Linked DNA regions of Bombyx mori: all the other regions are linked to region 1. Evidence: chromatin contacts called from public Hi-C data. All regions are on one chromosome and are shown on one strand. The core of a region is the stretch at or near the end of the contact, and the rest is flanking DNA. Distances in the headings are between cores, read along the strand shown.

Region 1 (4,604 bases), core at 840-3,339:
GATATAATAAGAAAACAACATTTAAAGCCCTTAATCTCTTTTAAAATTAATATTTTAAGCAGTATTATTATGTTATACAAATCTGAATTTTCGTTTTATTGAATGACAGTTTTCAATGACTAAATGAAAGTGAAGAAAAATCCTGTTTAAAAACTAATGAGTTTTAATTAATAAAGGTTTTTTATTACGTATATATATTGTACAAGTGGTCCTCTGGTAGTCGAAATTCGACTCTAATTAATTAAAATTATAAGTTTGTAACACTATTATGATTCTATTGTCAAAGATTAATAAACTTCTATAATCATAGATTTCGCCAAGAGTATGTACACTTTAGACAAATATTAATAAAGACAAACCATATTTAATCTATTCTTAATTTGACTATAAGCAATAAGAAAAGTTTGATAATAGTATGCATGCGTGTGTCAAATACATGGTAGTCTGTATAATGTTTTTTTATCGATTTAATGTATTGTTTATGCATAACGAAAAAATAAAATTACATTCTGCACTCCTTCTCTATATTCTCTATAAGTGTGGGAAATTTCATACTACTCTGTCCGCGCAATTTTCGTAAAAAGGGGTACAAGGTTTTTGCTTCACGTATTAATGTATAGATATATATTCGACGTCATCCAAAGCACGTCATTATGGATCCTCCCGATCCATTGGCGGTGCTTTTAGGCACCACAAGCACCGGTCACCGTCCTCGTCGAACCCGTCGCTTGCGACGAAGGGCTCGACGAGCGAATTAACCCATAGACACAGCCCACTGAGTTTCTCGCCGGATCTTCTCAGTGGGCCGCGTTTTCGATCCGGTGGTACAGCCCACCTGGTGTTAGGTGGTTACTGGAGCCCATAGACATCTACACCGTAAATGCGCCACCCACCTTGAGATAAGTTCTAAAGTCTCAAGTATAGTTACAACGGCTGCCCCACCCTTTAAACCGAAACGCATTACTGCTTCACGGCAAAAATAGGCAGGGTGGTGGTACCTACCCGCGCCGACTCACAAGAGGTCCTACCACCAGTAATGAAAGCTGAAATAGCCTCTCAAGGCTATCAGCATAAGACACCAAAAAAAAAAAGATATATATTGTATGTGGCAGGTCTGGCGTGGGTGGCGAGCGCGAGCGGCGCGTCGGGCGGCATCTGCGAGAAGTACAAGACGTACACGGAGACGATCGGCGGCATGTACCAGAGCACCAAGCGCTCGCTCAACACGGGCATCATCACGTTCGTCAACTACAACAGCAGAGTGCCGCCCAAGGTCAGTCAGCTCACGCTGGCGCACGAGATCGGGCACAACTTCGGCTCGCCGGTATGTATGCGCACCTCATTCACATCCAGCTTTCCTATGACCAAACAAACTCTCTCTGTGCGACGTATTCCTTAGTTCTGAGGGTCGTGACCTTTACTGAGCACTTTTGTTAGGACTATGTTCCTCCATTCACTCCTGTCCTCCGCGCTGTGGATAGCGACATTGATGACATGACCAAACACTTCACCTCATATTTCCGTTAGTAAAACGTATATTGATCTCATAATTTTAAAGTAGTTTAATTAAGACCTCTCTACTTGTACAGTTTCATCAAAATAGCTTAATTGGTTTGGGCTGGACAATGTAAAGAGGCGTTTTTGAAACAAGAAACTTAACTCTGATTTTCGGCACGGTTATAGACACTACTGGAACCAGGTTTTTTTTATTGCATGTTTGTGTGGAGGAGCTCACAGCCCACCTGGTGTTAAGTGGTTACCGGAGCTCTACAATGGCATCATCCACCTTGAGATATGAGTTCTAAGATCTCAATATAGTTACAACGGCTGCTCCGCCCTTCAAACCGAAACGCATTAGTGCTTCACGGCAGAAATAGGCAGGGTGGTGTTGCGGACTCACAAGAGGTCTTACCACCGCTTTTACATGGTGTAGTAATCTTCACGAGTTCGTCCGCGCTAATTGTCTTTAGCTTGGACCACGTCTTACCCTGCCGGTGTTTGTTGTCAGCACGACTACCCCTCGGAGTGCCGGCCGGGGGGCCAGCAGGGCAACTATATAATGTTCGCGTCGGCGACGTCCGGCGACCGGCCCAACAACAGCCGGTTCTCGTCGTGCAGCACCGGCAACATCAGCGCCGTGCTGGACGCCGTCAGGGACGGGCGCAAGCGGAACTGCCTCACCGCCAGCGCCGGCGCCTTCTGCGGGAACAAGATCGTGGAGCACGGCGAGGAGTGCGACTGCGGTGAGACACGTAGACTAAATTGAATTGTATTACCGTTTCGAAGTCACGTATAGGGACTTATTTTTCTACTAGCGATCCGCCCTCGTTTCGCTTCGGAAACTGTAATTTATTATTGATTTCTCCACTATTTAATGGATGTTATTATACATATAAACCTTTCTCTTCATCACTCTATCTATTAAAAAAAACCACATCAAAATGATTGCGTAGTTTTAAAGATTTAAGCATACATAGGGATATAGGGAAAGAGAAAGCGACTTTGTTTTATACTATGCAGTGATTATCATATACATAGATGGGTCAACGATGGGCGTCTGGTGTTGTGATTTTTCGGAGCCCGTAGACATAACGACTTAAATGACGTCAACTTGAGATCGAATTTTCGATTGTGTATGCACATATTCGAACTGGTCCCAGGGCAGAAATAGGTATACCTACCAGTCGAGACTACTATATAAGTATAGCACTTGAACAATTTGAATTTTCATATAAAATACAAATGCCTGTTCGTTCTCGTGTTGGATGTATAGTAAAATGTTCGCTTACGACACCCCCCAACCCCCCACCGCCCCTCAGGCTACGACGACATCGAGTGCACGGACCGGTGCTGCTACCCGCGCCAGGTCGGCGCCTACGACCGCGAGAGGAACGTCACCGCCAAGGGCTGCACCAGACGCGCCGACACAGAGTGCAGGTACCCACACCGGGCGGGAGGGAACCGACCTTTGTTTCGACACGGACGTAAAGCTTACAGACCTATCTTTATTGCAGTAGTCCGAGGTCCACACTTTTTTCTACCTAATCTGGTAGCTTTTTTTAATGGATTTTATGACTGTGTAACTAAGACCTTTAGGCCATGTCTTATTTATATAAAAAATTATAATATGGAGTGAAAAGAAATGAAGATGATTAATTTGAGACGTTAATCAACTGTGATGAAATTAAATGAAGTGAGATGAGATGATATTATGGGATGAAATATAATCTCAGTAATACGGTGGTCAATTTATGAGATTTTTTTCAGTGGACTTTTTGGAGGATCCCAAGATAAAAAAAATTATTGCTTAGATGGGTGGACGAGCTCACAGCCCACCTGCTGTTAAGTGGTTACTGGAGCCCAAAGACATCTACAACGTAAATGCGCCACCCACCTTGAGATATAAGTTCTAAGGTCTCAGTATAGTTACAACGGCTGCCCCACCTTTCAAACCGAAACGCATTACTGCTTCACGGCAGAAATAGGCGGGGCGGTGGTGCCTACCCATGCGGACTCACAAGAGGTCCTACCACCAGTACAAAGTTACGTCTAGCGGCTTTGTTTCCTCGCGTTCCCGCCAAAAAGTCTAAGATGGTAGTAACCTTGAGAGGCTATGTCAGCGTAACCTAACGACTAGGTGAGCGTTCGGGGCTCAGACTTGGGGGCGTTGCTAACACTAACCCTAGCAAAAGCAGTGCTACGCAGAATCTACCACCGGATCGAAAACGCAACCCCCTGAGAAGATCCGGCGAGAAACTCAGTGGGCTGTGTCTGTGGGTTAGAGCGGTGACCAGGCTTGAGGTACCTAAAAGCTCCGTTATTGGATCGGGAGAATCCGAAATGACGTGTTTAGTGACGAATCCAGAGACGCTATCGCTTGAGCTTCGTGTAATTCGTTTTAAAACTTCGTCCACAGTCCGTCCCAGGGTCCGTGCTGCAACGCGCAGACGTGCCGGTTCGTGGTGGCGGCGCGCAACCAGACGTGTCGCGAGGCGGCCGAGTGCAGCCACGCGGCCGTCTGCTCCGGGGACTCCGCCGACTGCCCCGAGCCCAGTGCCATGCCCAATCACACCAAATGTAACAACGGTTAGTACGCAACAAAGCGATGTAACAATCAAGAGCTCAAACAATTAAAATTTATCTGCCGCCTCTATAACATTGGTAACTCTATAATGTAATTTAAAGTAGTCATTATGTGTATAAAACTGATACCTCAAACATTTACAAAGTAAAGATAAGATTTTAAAAGAAATGATACCGTTTTTATTCTTACCGTTGTTTTGCTAATTTAAGTACATATAATCATATTTGAATTAGCTATAAAGAAGTCACACTGAAATTATGATGAGTGACCGTTTTTCGTATTTTTGTAGTTGTTTCCTTTCAATTTTGTCGTCATTATAAAACTGTGCTCCGAAAATTGCAAAAAGTATGAATATGTCGCATTTAATATTGCACGTATGACCCCGTGCAGGCACGCAACTGTGCAAGGACGGCGAGTGCAGCGAGTCGATATGTCGCGCGTGGAACATGTCGGTGTGCTACCTGTCGGCCAGCGCGGCCCGCGGCGCCGGCGTCACGGCGCAGCCCAACCGCCGCGCGCT
Region 2 (4,604 bases), core at 729-3,228, 63 kb before region 1:
GGTTCTCCTTACCTCTACCCTCCATACACTAATATTACATTATGTGTATTATCTTTATAAGTGCAATGTAATAATAATTATCCATGGAATTATCCCAATGAAGTAGGAAACCTATGGAAATGAAACGTCAACCAAAATTTCGTGCCACTGTGACGTCATCTGGCCACAAAACATGGCGGCTTTAGTGCTGTACAAAAGATTTCAATGTTATCAGGTTTTATCGATAAACGTTCTTGGCTCATTTTATTTTAAATATTGTTGAGTATTATTTATTTGTAGAATTTATACTTTAATGGGAAGTAAGTAGGTATATTGTTATGTGCAAATATGATATGATTTAGATGGGTGAAATCTAAGACAAGTTCGTCCTTCGAATTTGCCAAGTAAACGATATGATGATTTTTAAAAGTTGCTACACTGATTTTATAAAGTTGTCGTTTGTCGCAAAACATAAAGATATGGCGTAGTTCAAAGCCATCAGCCCATTTCTAGCATGCTAAATGTTATCGTATTTTGAGTGCGTGTTTTTCTTAGACTATAACAATCTATTTTAATTGTTTTGCTGACTCTAAAGTCCGTAACATACTACCGCAGCGCACCCCAAGGAAGGTGCGCCGCACCATTTGAATCACTTTCGCTTGAGAGTGATTCAAATTTTAAACTTATCAAGGGACCGCGTGAAAAAAAAAACACCTACAGAACATTTATTCATTAATTACAAACGTCATTCCTTGTGACTTCCTCTCTAAAATCACTTAATTATTAAATATTTAACAAATTTACAATAGTGTTTTACTCACTGCGGAATAAAACTATTTTACTTAAATAGTTCCGAAGAGATTTTGTCGGTAGCCTTTTTCCCGAAATATCTAAACAGAATGTCTAAATATGTTTTGATGACATATTTTAAAGTGGTATTTATGATTAGTGTCATGATCAATAGATTCCGACCGAAAAATGGATTTTTCGGATGAGGGCTCCATAATGAATTTAAATACATATAGATAATAGTTTTAGGGCATCGACTTTCTTGAGATTCTATAAAATACGTTTTAATTAGTATTTTTGTATGTTTTAAGCATGATAAATTATGAAATTTTATATAATCAATCATATTAAATCGATATCAAAGTCAATAAATAATGTACAACCCAAAACAGACGGCCGAACTGACGTGACAATGACATTTGGCGCGCTAAACATGGCGGATTTTCGGCCTCATTAGACGGAGACAGAGATATTTACGTATATTCATGTTTCATTTTATGTACGCACTGAAATACTGTTATATTGTTTTCCTGCGAGTTAAAGTGCTGAGTAAGAACGAGATAGATATATGTTTATGTATGTGCCTTCAAAATGGGTGCTATTTATATAAGTAATTGTACGTATAGAACAATATGTCGTGTCCCTACTATATAGGTCTATGAATAATTATCCTTAGGGATATCTTTTTTTTTAAGGAATTTTATGACCAGGTAACTAAGACCTTTAGGTCATGTCTTATTTTAATTTATATTCTTATTTATAAAATTATATTTTATATATGATTATTTATGATATTATGGAGTAAAACGAAATGAAATGAAGATGATTAATTTAAGACATTAATCAGCTAGGATGAAATCAGATGAGATGATATGGAATGACATATAATCTCAGTAAAATGGTGGTCATTTACTAAGATTTTTTCAGTGGACTTTTTGGAGGATCCCGAGAAGTTACGTCCAGCGGCTTTGTTTCATTTTCCCACATTTGTGTACTTTCACAGATATTAAGCAGTTAATAAACCATCATTATTACACATTTAAACCCGAAGAAACACTAAATAGACAAAATAAAACAAATCACAACTTCACTCATCGCGTTCCCGCCAAAAAGTCCTTTAAGGGCGTCCTAGTCGATTTTAGTACAGACTATAAACAGTTTTCAACCATCATCACTTATCAGTAACGTACCTGCCTAATCAACGTGGAATTCGACTCAGCGTGTAAATAACATAGTCTAGTAATGACTTTCGTTTAGGGTGCCTCTTTGCCCTCACTTAGTATCACAACACCGCAACCCGTGCGACCCACCGCAAGCCATGTCTTTGAAGGTTCTAGTATTCAAAAAATACATAAACATGCATTGCGCAACACTCTTAAAGAACTTCAAGAGGAAGGTCTCAGAATGTTTTTTATTCTTAATTTGTGGGGCACGCCGTCAAATTAAAGAGTTCTCGTGAAAATTGTAATAGTCTATGATCTTAATCAAAACTGTTTTCAACATATATTTTATCTGTGCGATTCTGTGCCTATTTTCCAATATGTCAGGCATCGGGGGAGTCGAATATTTATTTTAATTTGTTTTAATTTTAATGACAGAAGTAGATAAATATGTAATAAATTTAAGTTTAAAAAAAAAAGTGGAATTGTTATCCGTTAGCTAAATACATAATATAGAATAGTTGAATTGTTTCTGTTAAATGCAAATAGTATACGTTTTGTGTTGATATTTATTGTTTCGTGAAGTTGTCTCCCCTCAACAATGGTGTAATGATTTCGATGGTTACAGTAAACGGACAATAGTGGTGTTTATAAGTTTTAATGTAATGTAAATAAAAAATATTGTTCATACGCGCATGCGTTCATCTCGAAAACAGACAAAGGTTTTGTGTGTGGTTTTGAAAATCAGCTGTATTTTATGTGCAATGAGTTAGCGAATCAAAAAGTGTTCAAAAGTTACAATGTTTAGTGAAATTGGATACATTACATTTCTTCTACTTGCTTTACCATACATTGAAAGTGGTGAGTACATTCTTTTTTACATTCCTGTACAGATCATTTACCACAACAGGCCATTGCCAACTCAATACCTACAAAATTTCATACCTAAAACTCATTAGTAGTAATCTGTTCCTATTTATCATTTGTAATTAAAATTACAACTAATATAAAGTCAAAAACCAAGATTTTTAATTTAGACTCAATATTATCTTATTTTATGCCTCAAAATCCTTCTCAGAAAAATCACATAATAATTGTCATTCTCATCAAAAAAATATCTCAAAAAAATATGCCAACTCTGAATTTTACCATAATTTAAGTATTAAACTGATGAACTACTACTAGAATATTATTACCTGATTTGAAGAGAAAATGAAAGCTAGAAAAATATATAAATAAAATAAAACTATGACTATATACATTTAAGATTCTGATTTTAAAAAGCCACAAGTATACTTATTACAATGTATCTAGTTGAATTCATTTCTACAATACATTTATTTAAACCTAGGTTATTAATTTCTTTTTGTTTCAAAAAAAGTTCCATATTCAATTGTCCCATAAAAAACAAGCACATTCCATTGTGTTTTCAATAATACTGATTTGAGAACACTGAAGCCTATTGCTTTAAAACCTTGACAATCAACTAACTTTTACTAAAATACTTTCTTCTTTCTATATTTTTAATTAATTTATATTTTATAGACTCTAATAGTATGTTAACAAATTAGTAAAAAAGAACTTATCACATATATTACTTTACAGGAATTTGATTTATGAAACCATATTTGCTGGTATTTTCGTTCTTTGATATTAGTTGAGATGTGAGTAAAAAGAGACAAAGACAAAAAATAATTTAGAATTCTATAAAGTGTTTAAGGTCTTTCAAAGTATTGCTTTGTGTTCAAAACACTCTCAAAAACACTTACCTTATACTTTTAAAGTAGAATGGATAAAATCCCTGAAATGGGTTAATAGTGGGTAGAAAGCTTATCACGTTTGAAAGAAGAAGTATGAAAATCAATTTCAAAGCCTCTATTATAAGGTTTAGGGATAAATACTACAGACCATACATATATAACTACTGTGATTTACTTTCAACTAAATTCAATTCAATTCTCAATTACCCCTGCAAACTTGGGATTGGGTTGTAAAATTTTCCATCAAATACAAGCAATTTTTGATTTCAAGGTTAGTTAGAATATAACATTAATTTAAAATTTTGCACCTTCATAAGAGTTTTTTAACTGTTACTAAAACTATTGTGTGATCTTGGTAGGCGAACCTACCTGATGTGAGTGTACCATTCATGGATTTAGATCATACATTTTAAATTACTAAGAATTCAGTCATTATAATATACAAAACTAAACTTTCGCATATAAGGACTTGCTAAAAATGTTCTTCCTGTTAAGCCTAAAATCAGTTCTGATTGTAATATCTATCATAAATCTGTGGTCGTAGTTACCTAGATTCGCTTAAAAATATTTGGTGGCCTTTTTGATTGTCTAGCAACAATGAATGTACACTGGAATTGATGTTCATTCATCTATCAAAAACTTTTGTTTTAAATTGGATAAATTGCGCAATTTTGTACAATACGACATCTTGCACATTCAAGGGTAATGAGTCATTCCTAGAGCTATGTAATCGAAATTAGGAGCTGTAATACCATTTTAGTGGTTCAGATTGAATTTTTAATTTCAATTATTGCTCAGTTGGGTGGATGAGCTCACAGCCCGCCTGGTGTTAAGTGGTTACTGAAGCTCATAGATATCTACAGCGTAAATGCGTCACCCACCTTGAGATATAAGTTTTAAGGTCTGAAGTATACTT
Region 3 (4,604 bases), core at 779-3,278, 46 kb before region 1:
AATTTCTTGAATCTAACTAACGCATAAGTACATTGATAATTTCCGATAATATCTAAGACCCAATGCACAATTAATTCCTTGTCTTGTCAGCAAACTGGTTATTTACAATTATGGATATCCGTAATTTGTTTGTCATGGTCAGACTTGAAGTTATGTGCGAAAAACATTCTATTTCCCTTTCTAATCTGTAGAACACATCATATGAAATACCAATATCTTGAACATGAATAACGGAAATAATTTAATAACAGTATACACCCCTATTTTTTAATTAGTACAAAAAATTTAACTGGGCTCTAAGTATCTTTAACTAATCATATTTGTGTAGTTAAAAAATAAAAAACACTAAGTCTCAAAACTGTCCACAAAAATACGTAATAACTGGTAAATGCTAAATAATTATAAAAAAAAACAATCAATGACCGATAGTAGGTACGTGCGGCGGGGTTTGGGTACCTACGGGGCGCTGCTCCATTGATAAATTCCTGGAAACTCAAGTCGAAGCCCACCAACCACCCCTTGTCCCTCTGCGCCCGCGCCGCGCCCCGACGCAAGAACGACAAAAAACAGTGCTAAATTGTTATCGGAAGTGTGCGCATGCATTTTTTCGTTGCAACAGTTGTTTGTTTAAGTTTTCCCTGACGCGATGGCTTATCAGTTCACATCACGGGAGTATGTAGCTATGCTTCGTGCGTACTTTTTGAGTGGAGAAAACGCGAGTGCAGCTGTACGTATGTACAGGGAAGACACCCGAACGCTCGACAGCCAAATGTGCGAACCGTGGTAAATGCTTACCAGCGTTTACTAGATCACGGTTCATTCCACGCACGGTCACCTACGTACGTCAAGAACGAGGAAGACCGGCGTTGTCACAAAATCTGTACGACGATGTACTAGCGTATTTTGAAGAGGATCCCCGGCGCAGTCCAAATGACGCTGACCGACGATTTAACATCAGCCAGTCCTGTGCCTGGAAGATTATTAATAAGGCTGGATTACATCCATATCACTACAGGAAATCTCAAGAATTAACGCCCATGGACTTCTTTTTGTGGAGTGAAATTAAGAGACGTGTGCACAGAAGCGAGCGAATTAGGCTCGAACGATTAAAACAGCGCATATTGGACGCTATTCACGAAGTGAAAAGACAGAGAAGCGTACTTCTCTCGTTAAAAACAATTTAAATAAACGAGCCTGTCTGTGTATTAACAATAGTGGCGGACATTTCGAAGGACAATTGAAATACTTGTAAGTTTAGTAAATAATACCTATGTAAATAATTATTGTAAATAGCACCTGATTCTAACTTCATAAATATGCCAAAATTTCTCTTTTCTTTTAGTACAGAATACCTTATTTTATTGTAATATTTGTTTATTGTTTTCTAATCACATACGTATTTAATTAATTGTAAAAAGGTAATTTTGCCGGTCCTAAGCCCGGATGAATATGACGGAGAGGTTAGAATTTAGAAAATTAAATAAAGTAGGTAACTGCATCACATGTTCTTTTGTTTCATTTTATTGTCTAAGGCCATCTACGTCACAAGTGCGACAGTACGAATGCGAATGAGTAGGACGGAATACCATCAATGAAGTTCAATGAACTAATGAATGGATTGTAAAGTAATATGTCCATGATTTCAGTGAGATTTTTTACAATAAACAAATGATAATAACTTTGCTATTTAAAGGTATTATGAGATTTTTCCGTCACATATATGATAATAATGTCTTCCCTAATATGCCCTTAAAATTTTTGTACTAGTTATAAAATAATGGTGTATACGAAAAAATACAAATTTGGATACAAAATTCAAGTATTCTCTGTAAAATGAATACCTACTACTCTTTATAAAATACATGAATTTGTTAGCGTGAAAATGCACTCAAGGCAACGCGTCTATTTTAGAACATAATATCAAAATCATTCAAAATGGGTCGAACGGCAAACCACGAGATCGGTCCGAGACGGTGAGTTCAGCGAGGTGACGCATCGGGACAACGAGCGAGTTGTGACGAGTTGGTTCGTTGAACCGAGGCCACGAACGTGACGTATGTGTGTGTCACTTAAAACATTGTTCGCGCCCGCGTCCGTCGTGGCGGCGTCGCTTCGAACTACCAGTTGCTAGTTAATTGTTACATGTAGGTATTAAGCTACTACTACTATACATTCGCACGATACATTTCCGACTCCTGTCAATGTATGAAAATGAGAAACACATTTTATTTTACCACTATTAATATGTATTAATTGGTCCGGGCCAGTGTTTTAAGCCTCCATTCGACGGTACATTTGTTTTTTTTTAAATATGAAATTGATAAAATTAATATAGTAGAAATGGTGTAAGTATACAAATTGTATAGATTTTATGGATATTAAAAGATCAACGATAAGAGCCTATTTTTATAATAAACAGTTACATCAAAATAATATTGAATGTAAGTGTACAGCGCGACATGATTGGCAAAGAAAGTATGTAACAGATTGCTGTTTATAATAAATACTCCCATTATTAGCATTAACAGAAGAGGCGAGTTAGGGTTTTTTGTGCTATGCGGACGCTAAAAATATATCCTCTGAATTGAAATACAGTTGTATCATTATTTGCAGGAACTAGCTAACGATCTCTGCAGTTGAGTTACGATTGTAACAAGCTCGTAAAAATATAGTGATAGGTAGGATTTCTGTGACTTGTTCTCTTTGACCGACTCGGCTTAGTAAAGCAATAAAAACCAGCCTGCATACACACGTGTTTGCTATGCTGTGTTTTTAATAGATTGCACTGAAAATGTGTACACAAAATTATGTCGTTTTCAGGGTTTTACGAAACAAAGACGTCAACGGTTCTTTTAGTGGAATTAGAAGTTAGATATAATACAGCAATTGGAATTATCTGACTATTTAACGTACAACTAACTTTTTTGTCATCGCCAGCTGCTTTGTTAGCAGACGTAAAATAGAACGTCCTTTACAAATATACGTAGGTCCAACCAAGAGAATGCCTTGAAGGTTTCTGAAATGATCATTTTGAATTTAAATAGTGCAGCGAATATATTTTTTCTTTTTTTTTTTAATTGTTTCTCGTATTGCACGTTTTTGAACATCTGATAAAAAAATGCATGTTTGTTCTGAATGCAAATAAAGCAGTCGTTACGGCTTTAGGTCTATTCAATTTGTCTTACCTTGTAATAAACTCGCTGACCCCAATGTCCTTGTAATTAACTCTCCTAATACCAGTACAATTAGAAGCTGGCGTTACAATACGCTTTAGACTCTCATGATCGTTTGCTCTCTGTACACTCTTAAATACGAATAAAATAGAAGTACTAATGTCAGTTTCAGAATTCTGAATTCGTTATGTAATGATTTTTCATCACGAAATAAATGCAAGGAAAGCTTTGCCACGGGGTATATCATAAAAAACCCTAGAATATAGTATTTTGTTTCGAATAAAGAATAACTGTTTTGGTATCATAGTGAGAACAGTGCCATTGTCTGATAAAAATAATTCCATTATAGATTTACAACAAGCTTATGTGAATTTACTTTGACTGAAGCAAATATTTAACCTGATAATTTTTGTTTATATAGCAGATTCCAAAATCGTAAGCAAGCTTGATTTTACCTATCTTTTGTTTTATTTAAATTTAGACATTAAACCAATCTCCTTGTTACCTTTTTAAACATTAATATTTATGCGTCAAGGTAACACAATGTAGTTTTAGTATCATAGGGCAATTAAAAAAAGTATAATTAATAACGATCAATTGTATGCTGATTAAAAAAAACTACCTTCAGTTTTCATTTATTTTAAATTAGCCTGGCATTAATTCGGGCTCATTTTTCACTTAAAAGACAAAGGCAAAGTCACCAAATGAACAACAATGGTATTTATGTGAATACTAAAATTCAAGCAATTCATTTTTAATTTCAGTCAAGTTCAAATTACCGACCGATATATTATACCGTATGTTCGTCTGCCTACAAGGGCTATAAAAAAAAAAAAAAACTTCAATGTGATGGTTGAAAAATCTGTCCGGAGACTTATTACTTCGTAAAAGTGTATACATAATATTACATAATTCAATCGAGCATTTAATTTAATCGACTATCTTATTTACGTTACTGGGAGTAGGGTAGAGCATACTTTACCCATGAACATAATCCACTGGGTTTCTCGCCGGATCTTCTCAGTGGGTCCGGGTTCCGATCCGGTGATAGATTCTGCGAAGCTCTGTTCTTGCTAAAGTCAATGTTAGCAAACTTACAAGTTTAGTTCGTGAGCTCGCCAGTCACTTAGACTTCCAAAGATTAGGTAGGAAAAAAGTATACTTTATTATGGACCAAAATATAATTTACTTGGAAATTAATCGATAGTCAGGTCTAATTTCTTCAATAGGCGACATACTAAAAAAATGCAGTAAAGCGCTTATCGGAGATCATAGACACCACAACGTGATTACTTCGCAGTACAAATAGGTATGATGGTGGTGGTGTCTACCAGTACGGACTCACAATAAGCTCTAGAATCGATGAATGAAATTAACATTTATCAATAATCAATAACTTTCCACTAGAACCATACGAAAGCAAATTATTTT

The links. Hi-C and Micro-C count contacts between places; a contact is called where the count stands out from the background.
Region 2: a Hi-C map of whole pupa shows a contact between it and region 1, with 4 times the contacts expected there. The contact joins the promoter of LOC101745975 here to the enhancer-like site in region 1. A contact is called at or near these places in 3 of 7 Hi-C or Micro-C datasets (an unstated tissue and whole pupa).
Region 3: a Hi-C map of whole pupa shows a contact between it and region 1, with 3 times the contacts expected there. The contact joins two enhancer-like sites. A contact is called at or near these places in 3 of 7 Hi-C or Micro-C datasets (an unstated tissue and whole pupa).

Annotation. Positions count from the first base shown.
Region 1 is chr9:11,693,507-11,698,110 of ASM3026992v2, forward strand. LOC101745975 (disintegrin and metalloproteinase domain-containing protein 10) reads left to right here. Exons shown (of 17, transcript XM_062670163.1): 10 at 1,113-1,324; 11 at 2,009-2,243; 12 at 2,820-2,937; 13 at 3,917-4,086; 14 at 4,475-4,604. Among protein-coding and RNA genes, the nearest start is that of LOC101746119, 14 kb to the right of the region's middle. Within about 2 kb of position 2,090, at least 4 of the 8 cell types and tissues checked have open chromatin away from gene starts, as enhancers often do.
Region 2 is chr9:11,630,143-11,634,746 of ASM3026992v2, forward strand. It overlaps LOC101745975 (disintegrin and metalloproteinase domain-containing protein 10), which reads left to right and starts at 1,979. Exons shown (of 17, transcript XM_062670163.1): 1 at 1,979-2,164; 2 at 2,367-2,789. The coding sequence starts at 2,729.
Region 3 is chr9:11,647,588-11,652,191 of ASM3026992v2, forward strand. All of the region lies in intron 2 of LOC101745975 (disintegrin and metalloproteinase domain-containing protein 10), which reads left to right. Among protein-coding and RNA genes, the nearest start is that of LOC134199382, 13 kb to the left of the region's middle. Within about 2 kb of position 2,029, at least 8 of the 8 cell types and tissues checked have open chromatin away from gene starts, as enhancers often do.